Linked DNA regions of Mus musculus: regions 1, 3 and 4 are each linked to region 2. Evidence: chromatin contacts called from public HiChIP or PLAC-seq, Micro-C and promoter capture Hi-C data. All regions are on one chromosome and are shown on one strand. The core of a region is the stretch at or near the end of the contact, and the rest is flanking DNA. Distances in the headings are between cores, read along the strand shown. Region 1 holds the start of Tpbgl (trophoblast glycoprotein-like). Region 2 holds the start of Map6 (microtubule-associated protein 6). Region 3 has its middle 17 kb from the start of Wnt11. Region 4 holds the start of Slco2b1 (solute carrier organic anion transporter family, member 2b1).

Region 1 (2,700 bases), core at 71-2,570, 360 kb after region 2:
TCGGAGCAACCTAGTCGCGCCTCGTCCAGGTCTATCAGAGGCCGGTCCAACAGTACGCGCGGGGAAGCGCAGCGCAGGCGGCGCGCGTCGGGTACGCGCTCGGTGGCGTTGTGCAGCCAGGCCAGCAGGGGGCGCGAGGTGCACCCACAGCTCAGTGGGTTGTCCGCCAGCAGCAGGCGCGGCTGGGGCAGGTCGCCATCGCGCTCAAGCGCGCTCAGCTCGTCCGGGCCCAGGCCGGCCAGCGCGTTGACACGCGCATCCAGCTGCTCCAGGCGGGGCAGGCGCAGCGCGGCGAGTGGCAGGCGGCTCAGCGCGTTGCCTACCAAGCCCAGCAGGCGAAGCTCGGCCAGGGGGGCCAGAGCGGCGTCCAGTGCATCCAGCATCCCGGGGCTGCCTCGAGCCAGCGCGTGATTGAGCTGTAGTGAGCGCAGCGCAGGCAGCCCGCGAAAGGCGCGGTAGCCCAGGGCGCGTAGCGGGTTGTGGCTTAGGTCGAGTGCCGCCAGGCTGGGCAACCCGTCGAAGGCACCGTCCTCTACTACCTCGATGTTGTTGTGTGTGAGGCGCAGCGCGGTAAGGAGCGGTAGGCGCACGCCGTCCGTCGCCCCCTCGCCCCCTCCCGCGAAGGCTGCGGCGCGCAGCACGGTCAGGTTGGCGCCCACGATGGTGAGGTTGCGCGCGTCGGGTGGCACGTCCCGGGGCGGCTGCCGGAGCTCCGCGCCCGACGCGCAGCGCAACATTAACCGGGGGCTGCCGAAGCAGTAACACTGGAAGGGACAGGGCGCGGCGGGCCGGCTCAGCGCCGCCGCCAAGAGCAGCAGCCCTGGCAGCGGGCTCCAGAGCCCCCGCTGTCCCGCGCGCGGGGCCATCGCGGCCGTCCCCGCATCCAGCCCCCGGCCCGCAGCGCTCACCAGTGAATTGGGAGCGTTTGGAGATGATGGGATGGGGGTGGCACGGGAAGGTGGCTGTGGGCTAGACCTTGACCCGGAGCAGCTGACAGTTCCGACCGGTCCGTCCTCCAGCTTGTAAAGTCCGAGGAGCCTTCACTTTGATGGCTGGGGGCTACAGGGGTCAGGCGGGGAGCGGAGCCCCCCGCCCTCGCTGCCCTCGTCGCCCTGCGCTCCGGCCTCCGACTTCCGCGGCTGTTCCGGGCTCCGAGCCGAGTGGGCAGGGTTTGCCTCCCCCTCCCCGCCTCCTGGCCGCCTCCTCCGCCCCCAGCGGAGTCTCCGCACCTCCTCGCAAGGGAGGCGGGGTGGGAGGCTCCGGAGATGCAGGCTTAGGGCCGCTGCGCTCTCTTGCTCCCCTGCTCTCTAGTTCACGAGCTGCTGAGAAGTTTGGCTCCCCAAGCTCTGACTTGCTTCTTTCCCCACCCCCTTCGTTTAGGCAGCTTCTTTCCTCCTCCCTCCGAAGCACACGTGGGGCGGGGCCCTCAGGGCTGACCTGGCAGGTGGATCTGTGCACCCAGAGAAGGTGGGAGAGTTTAGAGCTGTCCCTAGAAAAGGAGGCAGGGCTGAGGGGTGGGCTGACAAAGTTACTCTTCTTGTAGTCAAGGAAAGGAGCTGTGCTAAGGGAGCGAGCCTGGAAAATCCCTAGCCTTGGATGTCTCCTTTGCGAACCCAGTTCCCTTAGGCTGTGTCTAAAACTCTGCAGGTCCTGTGTGTCCAGTCTTTTATCGACCCTCTTCTATGTTCTAAAACACCCTCTGTCCCCACATCTCCCGCGCCCTAATTCAGGCTGCTCTGCCTCTGCCAAGACCACTCCCATTGGTTCCACCTTTCAGGCTGGGCCCCTCCTAGGCTCAGGGAGCGGTGGGTGGAGTGATTCAGCTCTTTGCTTGCCCACCCCGCCCCAGCACTGAGTACTGCCAGGATACTGTGCCCCTTCCCCTCCAAATTGCCCTACCAGTCAATATTGAGTGGTGTGCCGGTTGGGGAGAGGGCTCTAGGAGCAGGAAAATCAGGAACTGATTTTGTAGTGGAGGGTGGGGGTGTGGTAAAATCCAGGGCTGAGGTGGGGGCTGAGCTGTTAATAGGCTTGTTTTGTTTTGTTTTGTTTTTCTTTCTTTCTGGGTTTTACTTATTTACTTTTTTTTTCCTCCAGAATTGAGAAGCTCAAGACCTGATTTAAAGAGACAGACTCCAGAGGAGGGAGCATTCCTGGTCTTGGCATGAATTATTCAGGTTGGAGAAGCTGACATTTGATCTGCAGGCCATTCGAGTATCTTACTTGGCAGAGCTGGTTGGGATAGAGGCTCCCCTCCTCCCCATAAGCATCAGTCAGTCTCTTTCTCCTGAACTGAAGACTACTGGTTGGTTTCTTCCCTGAAGTTGCATTTAGAAGATCGACCAGCAAATTGAAACCACTTTCTGAGGCATATCCTGCATTCCCTGGGTCTCAGGCAAATACCAACACTAAGGACCAGGCTGGTGATCTTGCTGGACTCCCTCAGCTCATATTGACCTAGTCCTGTCTCCATGATAACCTCCAGATGCTAGCAGATGACAGTAGTAGCTTTTAGAGCTGGACATGTCTGTATACATGGCCACCTGAGTTTACACACGTGTGCCTCTACACAAAAAGGCAAACTTTACACAAACAGACTTACACATGCCCATGTGTGGTCTATCAAATTTATTCTTACTTGGATGTGCATGCATGTGCACGGGAGGCTTGCACACAGCAGTTCCAAACAAATGTGTCTCA
Region 2 (2,700 bases), core at 94-2,593:
AATCCCTGAGTATGGACTCCAGGCTTCTGCTCTGGGTGCTTAACTTTCCTCATGAAACCACCCCGAGGCATTTATTAGCTCTACTACCCCTCCCCCCCCACCCCCCCACCCCCCGCCCCGACCCAGGGGACTGCAGCCCAGAGACAACCCAAGTCACAAAGAGAGTATCAGAGCCAAAGCAGGTCCATTAGATTCCAAAATCTGTTCAACCCCAAAGTAGAAAAGAAGGCAGAAACACAACCGAGAATCCCCTCAAAGAGGTCTCCCTTTTCCTAGGGAACTGTCTCTCATCCAGCCGCTTACCTCCTCCCTTGGGTCTCTTTCCAGAATCTTCCTTTTTCTCCCTTTCCCCCAGTGCAGCATCTGGGCTGGAGAAGAACCAATTTTATCCTGGGAGAGTAGACTCACTGCTTCCCAGTTGCTTAAAGAAGGAACAGCCAGAGTATGGCTAGGCCGGCCTCTCCCAGGCCGGCCTCTCCCAATCTCATACAACTGGGGAAGCCCTGTACACATAGGCTTAGGTCAAGAACCAGCAACACGGAGCATAAGTACAGCCTGATAGCTGACCAATTAACTGCAGCTCTCCCTTTTAAAGTATCTATTCAGGGGCTGAGTGGTTAAAAACTTGTATTGGTGTTCCAGAGGACCCAAGTCCGGGTCCCAGCATTCACATGGGGGTGGGGTGGGAGCTCATAGTCGCCTGCACAGCACCAGGGAAATCTACTTCTGACCCTCTGGCCTCAGCAGGCACCAGAGCCCATGTGCATATACCCACACACAGACAAAAGCACATAATTAAAAGGTGGCGCACGCCTTTAATCCCAGCACTTGGGAGGCAAAGGCAGGCGGCTTTTCTGAGTTCAAGGCCAGCCTGGTCTACAGACTGAGTTCCAGGACAGCCAAGACTACAGAGAGAAACCCTGTCTCGAAAAAACAAAAGCCAAAAACCAAAAAAAAAAAAAAAAAAGTAAAAAAGATTTTTAAAAGAAGCCAAAGCATCTAGTCTGAAACAGACATTTCATGGAGGCGGGGCGGTCTTACACTTAAAAAATTAGTATTCATTGGTTGGGGCGATTTTACGAAAGAGAGGAGACTCGGTTCTAGGACATGAAGCTGGCAACTCAAGGACAGCAAGTCCTCAGGAGCTTGGGACTTGAACCTATCAAGGACCCAGTTCTGCTGTTGCCTGGGAACAGAGAAGGGAGGAGCTGCCAGAGAGAAGGGAGGAGGGGACAGGGAGAGGGCAACCTCTCAGCTGCGCGCCCTGACGACAGCAGGTGATTTTTTTTTTTTTTTCTGCAGCGCGCATACTCTCAGCATCTTTTCTTGATCACCCCACCTCCCTTGCTGAGCCGCAAAAAAGGGTGGGGCCGCCTCTCTGCAGCAGAAGACGACAGCGGCAGCGGCTGCGGCATCACCGGGGGTATAGATAGAGGCCGTTTTGCTCTCTGCTCTGTCTGGGTTGGAGGTGACCGCTGCCAAGCCTCGCTAGGCGGCCGGCTGAACCAGACGGAAAGGAGATAAAAGCCTGCTTGCGGATCCTTCCCTGCGCCATGGCTTAAGCCCACAGCCTCTTTGCCAAGCATCTCCTTGCTCTGCCGGGGTCTGCTAGACACCGCAGTCGCAGAGAGGGCGCGCCCAGACGCCCTAGGCCTGGACTCTGGGACGCTGAGCCTCGCTCCTATTCTTCACTGCCCACAGCAGCTCCTCTGCAGCAGGCGTTTGCAGCCGGCAATCGAGGGACTTTACGGACTTTATCTCAGCGGTACCTTGTCCCCGGGTGCTCTTTGAGGGTGGAGGACGAGGCAAAGGGCTTCTAAGGGAAGGAAGCGGTGGGAACCACATTGGCGGGTCTGGGTTGGGGTTAAAGGGAGATTGGAGATTTGATTTAGGACCACAAAAAGGCTTTGTGGCTAACATGGCGTGGCCGTGCATCACAAGGGCCTGCTGCATCGCCCGCTTCTGGAACCAGCTGGACAAGGCGGACATTGCGGTGCCGCTGGTTTTCACCAAGTACTCGGAGGCCACCGAACACCCAGGCGCCCCTCCGCAGCCGCCAGCTCCGCTGCAGCCCGCGTTAGCGCCCCCCTCGCGTGCTGTCGCCATAGAGACGCAGCCAGCCCAGGGAGAGTCGGATGCAGTTGCCCGGGCAACAGGGCCTGCGCCCGGGCCCAGCGTCGACCGCGAGACTGTAGCCGCCCCCGGCCGGAGCGGGCTGGGCTTGGGCGCGGCCTCAGCCTCCACTTCCGGCTCAGGCCCCGCGGACTCGGTGATGCGACAGGACTACCGCGCCTGGAAAGTGCAGCGGCCCGAGCCAAGCTGCCGGCCGCGCAGCGAGTACCAGCCGTCCGACGCGCCCTTCGAGCGCGAGACCCAGTACCAGAAGGACTTCCGCGCCTGGCCGCTGCCCCGGCGCGGGGACCATCCCTGGATCCCCAAGCCGGTGCAAATCCCTGCGACTTCGCAGCCTTCCCAACCTGTTCTCGGGGTGCCCAAGCGTCGGCCTCAGAGCCAAGAGCGCGGGCCCATGCAACTTTCTGCTGATGCCCGGGACCCGGAGGGTGCTGGAGGAGCCGGGGTGCTGGCGGCAGGAAAGGCGTCCGGTGTAGACCAGCGCGACACACGTAGGAAGGCAGGGCCAGCATGGATGGTGACTCGCAACGAAGGGCACGAAGAGAAGCCTCTGCCCCCAGCCCAATC
Region 3 (2,700 bases), core at 175-2,674, 410 kb before region 2:
TATAAACTCTCACAAAGGACTTGACCTTTGACCTCTTGACAATTTTCTTTTTGCTCATGGCGGTTTTGTCCTCTTGGGGATAGTGGTCAATTCCAGCCACCTGAGCAGAGTTGTAAGGATTATCTGAGAGGCGCCGTCATCAATGTTCTTCATGACAACAGCTTTGCATCCAGCCAGCCAGCAAACTTCTTTAGGTTTCCTGAACTTGCCCAACCCAACAACATCCAGCAGGCAAATAGCAGGAAAATAAAGTTAACTCTTGAAAATGGTTGCTACAAAGAACAGGCCTGGCCCATGTAAGTCCCTCCCCCACCCCAAGACAGAAAAATTGCTAAGAACCTGTGTTTTGTGCTGCTGGTATTTTGGGGGACCACCCAAAACAAGGATGCAAAAGAATGTTCCAAACAGTTTCTGTGTGTGGCTTCCACACTTCGAAGCTAACAGATAGGCTCCCTCAGAGGCAGCTAGAAAGGGAGACCTTCCCCACTGAAGCCCTGCTGAGCAAGGCCCCAGGACCTGGGCAGGGTTTCATGGAGAGGAAGGGGTGGGGAGGGGCTACTGGTGGGTCAGGGAGGATGGAATGGAAGATTTGTCAGAAGCCAGGCAGGTCGTAGGTTGGGAGATAGCTGGGTTTTGTGGCTCTCCTCCAAGCTCTGCCTGCAGGCTTGTGATGTGGGGGTGGCAGAGTCTCAGAAACAGCGGCTGGAAAGAACCTCAAGATAAGTCTTCAGGTCTCCTTTGAGTCTGTTTTCCAGATGAGGAAGTCCCTGATGGGAGGGGTCATCTGATGGCCATTGCTGAAAGAGGCTGGGGATAGAGAGGGACCCTGCCAGGGTGACCAGTGTCTTTATTAGTCTGCCCTGATGTGTCTTCTCCTTGGCCCCGGTCCCCTCAGCACTTGAGTCCACCTCTCGCCATAGACTAGCTTTCTGCTGCAATTTCTGTAGCTCAGCACCCCTCAGCTATGATGCCCACTGTTTACATGCCTACTGTGGCAACATGCCTACTGTGGGCATCTGCTGATTCTTTCAGAGGCCCAGAATTATCACTCTCCCCCCTCCCTCCTTTTTTTTTTTTTTTTTTTTTTGAGACAGGGTTTTCCTGTGTAGTCCTAACTGTCCTGGAACTCACTCTGTAGACCAGGCTGGTATTGTCACTCTTAGAATGCCCCTTTGCATGCCTCCCTCCTCTGGCTCCTCACAGCCCTTGAACCTTTCAAGCAACCATAGCAAGCCCCTCCCCTAAGTCAGTCAAAGCTCTCCTCCAAGGCCCAGGTAGACAGCTCCCTTTTCCAGTGAGCCTTTTGTGACCACTCCTAGCCTAGCCTGGCCTCTCCAGGGTTCCTGCAGTCTCTGGTATCTCTCTCTAATGCCCTGCTGGGCCAGAGTGTTTCCGAGCCTGCATTGTATCCCGACCTGCCCCCCCCCCCCCCCAGCTCTCTGAGTCACCCTGGGCTGAGACTAGTCTGTGAACACAATGGGGCTCTGGAGCTGAGCACAAAGCACTCCTCAGAATTGAAGGCACACCGCAATGGTGCAGAGTAGCTATATTATTATAAAGGAACTGTTCACATGTCCCTGCTGTGTTCCAGTCCCCCTATCCCAGGTCATCCTCACAGCAGTGTCCCCATATGTGAGCAGTCACTCTCTGACAGGTGAAATCTTGGGTTCTCAAATGACACCTGACTTGCCCCAAATCATAGCCAGCTCTCAACAGAGTGGGGCTCAGAGCTCAGGCATGCCCTATTGCTGCGTTTCCTAGATGGGAGGGAGACTTGGCTCAGGGCAGGAGAGGCTCCTGACTCAGGGGGTCTGTGTGCCTGCCACTGACTAGTCCCTAGACCTGTGAAGAAGCCCTGAACCTCCTGGCTAACGAGGTGCTAGGCAACCAAGAGGGGGGGAATCCCTAGACCCTGGACAGCATCTTACCCCAAGCTTCAGGTTGAACCCTGCTGGGTCTACTCATCAGGGGACAAGGCTTCGTTGTAAGTCACAGGCTCCTGGGAGCTCCGGCAGCCCAGGAATTTACTGTGTTCAGAGATTTAGAGTCAGAATCTCTGCACCTGGGAGTTTCGGCATAAAACGTTCCATCATATGCTGGACAGTCCAGAGGACTTGGGTTCAGAGCGTCGGCCACTGCAGGTTTCCCATCTGTACCATCCTGAGCCAGGGGTGGCCATGCTAGACTCTGAGCCCCCTGTGCTGAACAGCTTAGACCTGAGTGGGAGGCTGGCTGGAGTCTCCGGAGACAGACAAGACGGCGGGGAGGAAACAGGAACTTTCCAAGAGAAAGAAAGATTAGTTTGTGGGAAAGGAGAGAATGGACAGATAAGGCCCTGTGGAGAGGTGGCTCAGGCCAAGGGAGCCACCATGTGGGGCCCAGCCCAGCCTCAAACATCTCTGCTGTGTTCTGCCACAGCCCAGGGAACATAGACCAGGCCCCAGACAGAAGTCCAGGCTCAAGAGAGGCCAGATGGTGTTCAAAGAGGTCTGGCATCACCCAGCATCTTGCTTACTCTCTTGTAAGCTCTCTCTCCAGGCAACCTCTGGCCCTCTCTGGGTTTCTGCAGCCCCTGTCTTCCATAATTATCCCATGGCATAGGGCCCACCATCCCTGTTTTATTAATGAGGAAGCAGGCTCATAAAAGGAAAAAAAATGTGGCTTAAGGTCATGGTCTATCAGTGGCAGAGTCAAGATTCA
Region 4 (2,700 bases), core at 54-2,553, 440 kb after region 2:
CAGGGAGGCCAAGGGTTACTGTAGGGCATCCAGCCCGGACTCCCTGTGTAAAGACCTTCTGTTCCACCATTGTCACAGGTGGGTCTGTCACTCTGACCTGGCCACTCTGTGCTTTCCTCTCACCACTCCACACTTGGCCTCAGGAAGTTTCCAGACACTTCCCCTCTAGCCTCCTCAGACCCCACCATTACCCACTCCAGGTAAGTGTCAGCAGGCCTCTCAGAGTGCCCTCTCTGTGTGGATCCTGTGGATTGTGTCTGAAATCTGTCTGTCAGTCCCTTTGAGCATTTGTCCCTGTGGGTTGGTGGTTTTCTGTCTTTCTGGCTCACACTGACACTCCCCTCTCACCCTCCAGGTCCTTGCTGTGACTTTCCTTCAGAGCCATGTTGTGTCTGTTCCTCTGTCCTGCTCCTAGTCTGCCCCTCTGTCCTGCTGACACCTGTTGGTTCCTGTGTCTGTTTGCACATTCTCTCTGTCTCTCTGTCTCTTTCTCTCTCTCTCTGTCTCTCTGTCTCTGTCTCTGTCTCTGTCTCTGTCTCTCTCTCTCTCTCTCTCTCTCTCTCTCTGTGTGTGTCTCTCTCTGCTTCTTCTCTGTGGTCCTCTACTTTGTCCATCCATCTCTACGTTGCCTCCCTCACACCGGTGTGGGGGTGATGAGTGTTGGGGATTAGCTTAATGAGGCTGGGTAGGCTGGCCTTTCTAAGGTCTTGGGTCTCTAGCTCAGCAGAGTGGCTTGGCTTGGCTCCCTGTCTCCAGCCCAGTAAACTGGCTTCCCTTCCTGCCCCTCTCATTCACTCATATACCCTCTCTGAGGTCCACAGACCAGGGGAGAGGGGCTTGTTCTGTGCAGAACTAAGCCTCTGTCTCCTCAGCACACCACAGAGGCACTATATATAGTCTCCCCCCTTTCCTGTGGCTGGAGAAGCCTCCAGGCTCCCTCCCAATTCCTTCCGTTCCGTCCCCCAGACTTACCTATTCTGGGCCCCATGGCTGGGGAAATGCAGAGAATTGTGGCCCCCAGTCCAACCTGGAGCTTAGCAGAGAGGAAGTGAGCCTGCCAGTGGACAACGGGAGACAGCTCCTGAGAGAGCAGCAGGGACCATCAAGGTAGGACTGTCCCTCACTAGGCTATATTTATTTGGCCACACTAGACAGCAGCTGCCTCCAGGTCAGGTGTGGTAGAAGCCCTGCTCAAACTGACCCCTCCCTGAGAGCTCTTCTGGGAACTTGCTCCTTTATCTAGCTTTAGACCCCCCAACCCTTGCAGTGTCTGTTTCTTTGGTTCCATGAATTCCTCTGATCTCTGGTTGGGACAGCCCAGGACCAGGAGTTGCAAAGGAGGCGGGTTTGTTTAGGTCCAGCCCCCATGCAGTGAGGAGGCTGGTCCCTCCCTGAGGCTTATGGTTATTTCCTGTGGGAGCAGCAGAGGCCAGAGTGAGAAGCTGTTTATGGCTCTTAAGTTCAGGACCATTCTAGAGACAAACATTCCAGAATGTTCAGTCTCTTTGCTGCAATCCTAGTCACCGCCTGAGCTGCTTTTCCTGTGGGGCTGCTGTCTTCCCAACCCTCTATGAGCTCTGAAGCAAGCCTTTGCTTCCCTCTGAGCCTCTGCCCTGTCTCCCTCATCTCTCACTAATATCTGCCCTTGCCATCTGCGCCACCTAGATGAAAGGGGAAGGAAGGGAGGGGGAAAGGAAGCAAGACAAAACAGTAAACGTGAAATTCTTAAGAGATGTCTGGACAAAGGTCTTCTAGATGGCTGGAAGAATGATCCCATCCCAGTGCTGGCCCTAGCCAAGGGACAGGCATCACAGGAGTTCTTGTGGTGTGAAGAGTGCGACAATAAATAGAGAAGCCAAGCCTGGAGGCCAGAGGCTGAACTGGAGGGAGGGGCAAGAGGCAGGGCCTTCACTGGGCTGGGGAGGCTCCCTAGGGCCCATTCATCCAACAGCCTTGGATTCCTCCATTTCACAGTCTGAGTCACATGCCACAGAGCACCCCACTTGCTGGGAAAACATGTCTTGCTGCTCCCCACCCCCACCCATCATGCTAGAACCAGGCATGCCCTTCAACCCAGGCTCTCTTCTCAGGGAAGAGTTGGCCCCAATTTGATACAGAAATGAGCACAACTCCATCTCCAAAAGGAGACCTGTGCATAGAGTGGGGATGTGAGTTGAGAGTCTAGCTTCCTCGGAATGATAGAGAGCTTCCTTTAGCCCACTTGGCCATAGAAAGCTGGGACATCTGAGATACAGATCTGGCTGGAGCTTAGGCACTCAGCCAGATGCCCAACGCTTTCTGAGTGAAGGTGTCATTGAAGGACCAGCAATATGAGCACGTGACCGTGGATGAAGGCCAGCAATTGTGACGGACTGACAGAAAGAAGACTCTGTCCTAATTGGGAAGCCAGAGTAGATCTGGGCTCTCACCCTTCAGTCCAAAGTCAGCAGCGAGTTTTCCTAGAGACTGGAAGACAGAGAACCTTCAAGATATCAAATCACTGGTACAGAGCTGCAAGAAGGAGGGTCCCTTAGAAACTCTCTTATCACTGACTTAGCCTCAGGAACTGAGGCTTTTTGTATGAAACCAGAATATTCATGGACTCAGATGTGCTTAGGTGGAACAAAGGTCAGCCTATGAAACTTGAGCTAACAGGTCCTCAGACAGTTCCTGAACTAGTAGTTGAGTTGGGTCCCATCC

Evidence for each region. Hi-C and Micro-C count contacts between places; a contact is called where the count stands out from the background. HiChIP or PLAC-seq counts read pairs in DNA pulled down with a chosen protein or histone mark. Capture Hi-C pulls out chosen DNA fragments and counts their contacts.
Region 1: a Micro-C map of embryonic stem cells shows a contact between it and region 2, with 2.2 times the contacts expected there. The contact joins the promoter of Tpbgl here to the promoter of Map6 in region 2. A contact is called at or near these places in 2 of 484 Hi-C or Micro-C datasets (both in embryonic stem cells).
Region 3: a contact with region 2 is called in an H3K27ac HiChIP or PLAC-seq map of extraembryonic endoderm stem cells, with 8 times the contacts expected there. The contact joins the enhancer-like site here to the promoter of Map6 in region 2. A contact is called at or near these places in 6 of 39 promoter capture datasets (the SN4741 cell line, embryonic stem cells, hematopoietic stem and progenitor cells and 2 more), 3 of 115 datasets of contacts at active chromatin or transcription factors (embryonic stem cells and extraembryonic endoderm stem cells) and 1 of 9 other capture datasets (liver).
Region 4: a contact with region 2 is called in a promoter capture Hi-C map of pancreatic islet. The contact joins the promoter of Slco2b1 here to the promoter of Map6 in region 2. A contact is called at or near these places in 1 of 39 promoter capture datasets (hematopoietic stem and progenitor cells) and 2 of 9 other capture datasets (adipose tissue and pancreatic islet).

Annotation. Positions count from the first base shown.
Region 1 is chr7:99,625,783-99,628,482 of GRCm38.p6, forward strand. Tpbgl (trophoblast glycoprotein-like) reads right to left here and starts at 1,321. Exons shown (of 1, transcript NM_001195529.1): 1 at 1-1,321. The coding sequence starts at 866.
Region 2 is chr7:99,266,104-99,268,803 of GRCm38.p6, forward strand. Map6 (microtubule-associated protein 6) reads left to right here and starts at 1,344. Exons shown (of 3, transcript NM_001048167.1): 1 at 1,344-2,700. The coding sequence starts at 1,919. Gm26705 (predicted gene, 26705) reads right to left here and starts at 1,115. Exons shown (of 4, transcript NR_103487.1): 1 at 1,042-1,115; 2 at 304-368.
Region 3 is chr7:98,854,922-98,857,621 of GRCm38.p6, forward strand. No RefSeq gene overlaps it. Among named protein-coding and RNA genes, the nearest start is that of Wnt11, 17 kb to the left of the region's middle. Within about 2 kb of position 1,425, at least 37 of the 459 cell types and tissues checked have an H3K27ac peak or open chromatin away from gene starts, as enhancers often do. A contact at or near this core is called in extraembryonic endoderm stem cells and trophoblast stem cells, where this site is marked.
Region 4 is chr7:99,705,539-99,708,238 of GRCm38.p6, forward strand. Slco2b1 (solute carrier organic anion transporter family, member 2b1) reads right to left here and starts at 1,304. Exons shown (of 14, transcript NM_001252530.1): 1 at 973-1,304. The coding sequence starts at 988. Gm34280 (a long non-coding RNA gene) reads left to right here. Exons shown (of 5, transcript XR_003946841.1): 4 at 79-200.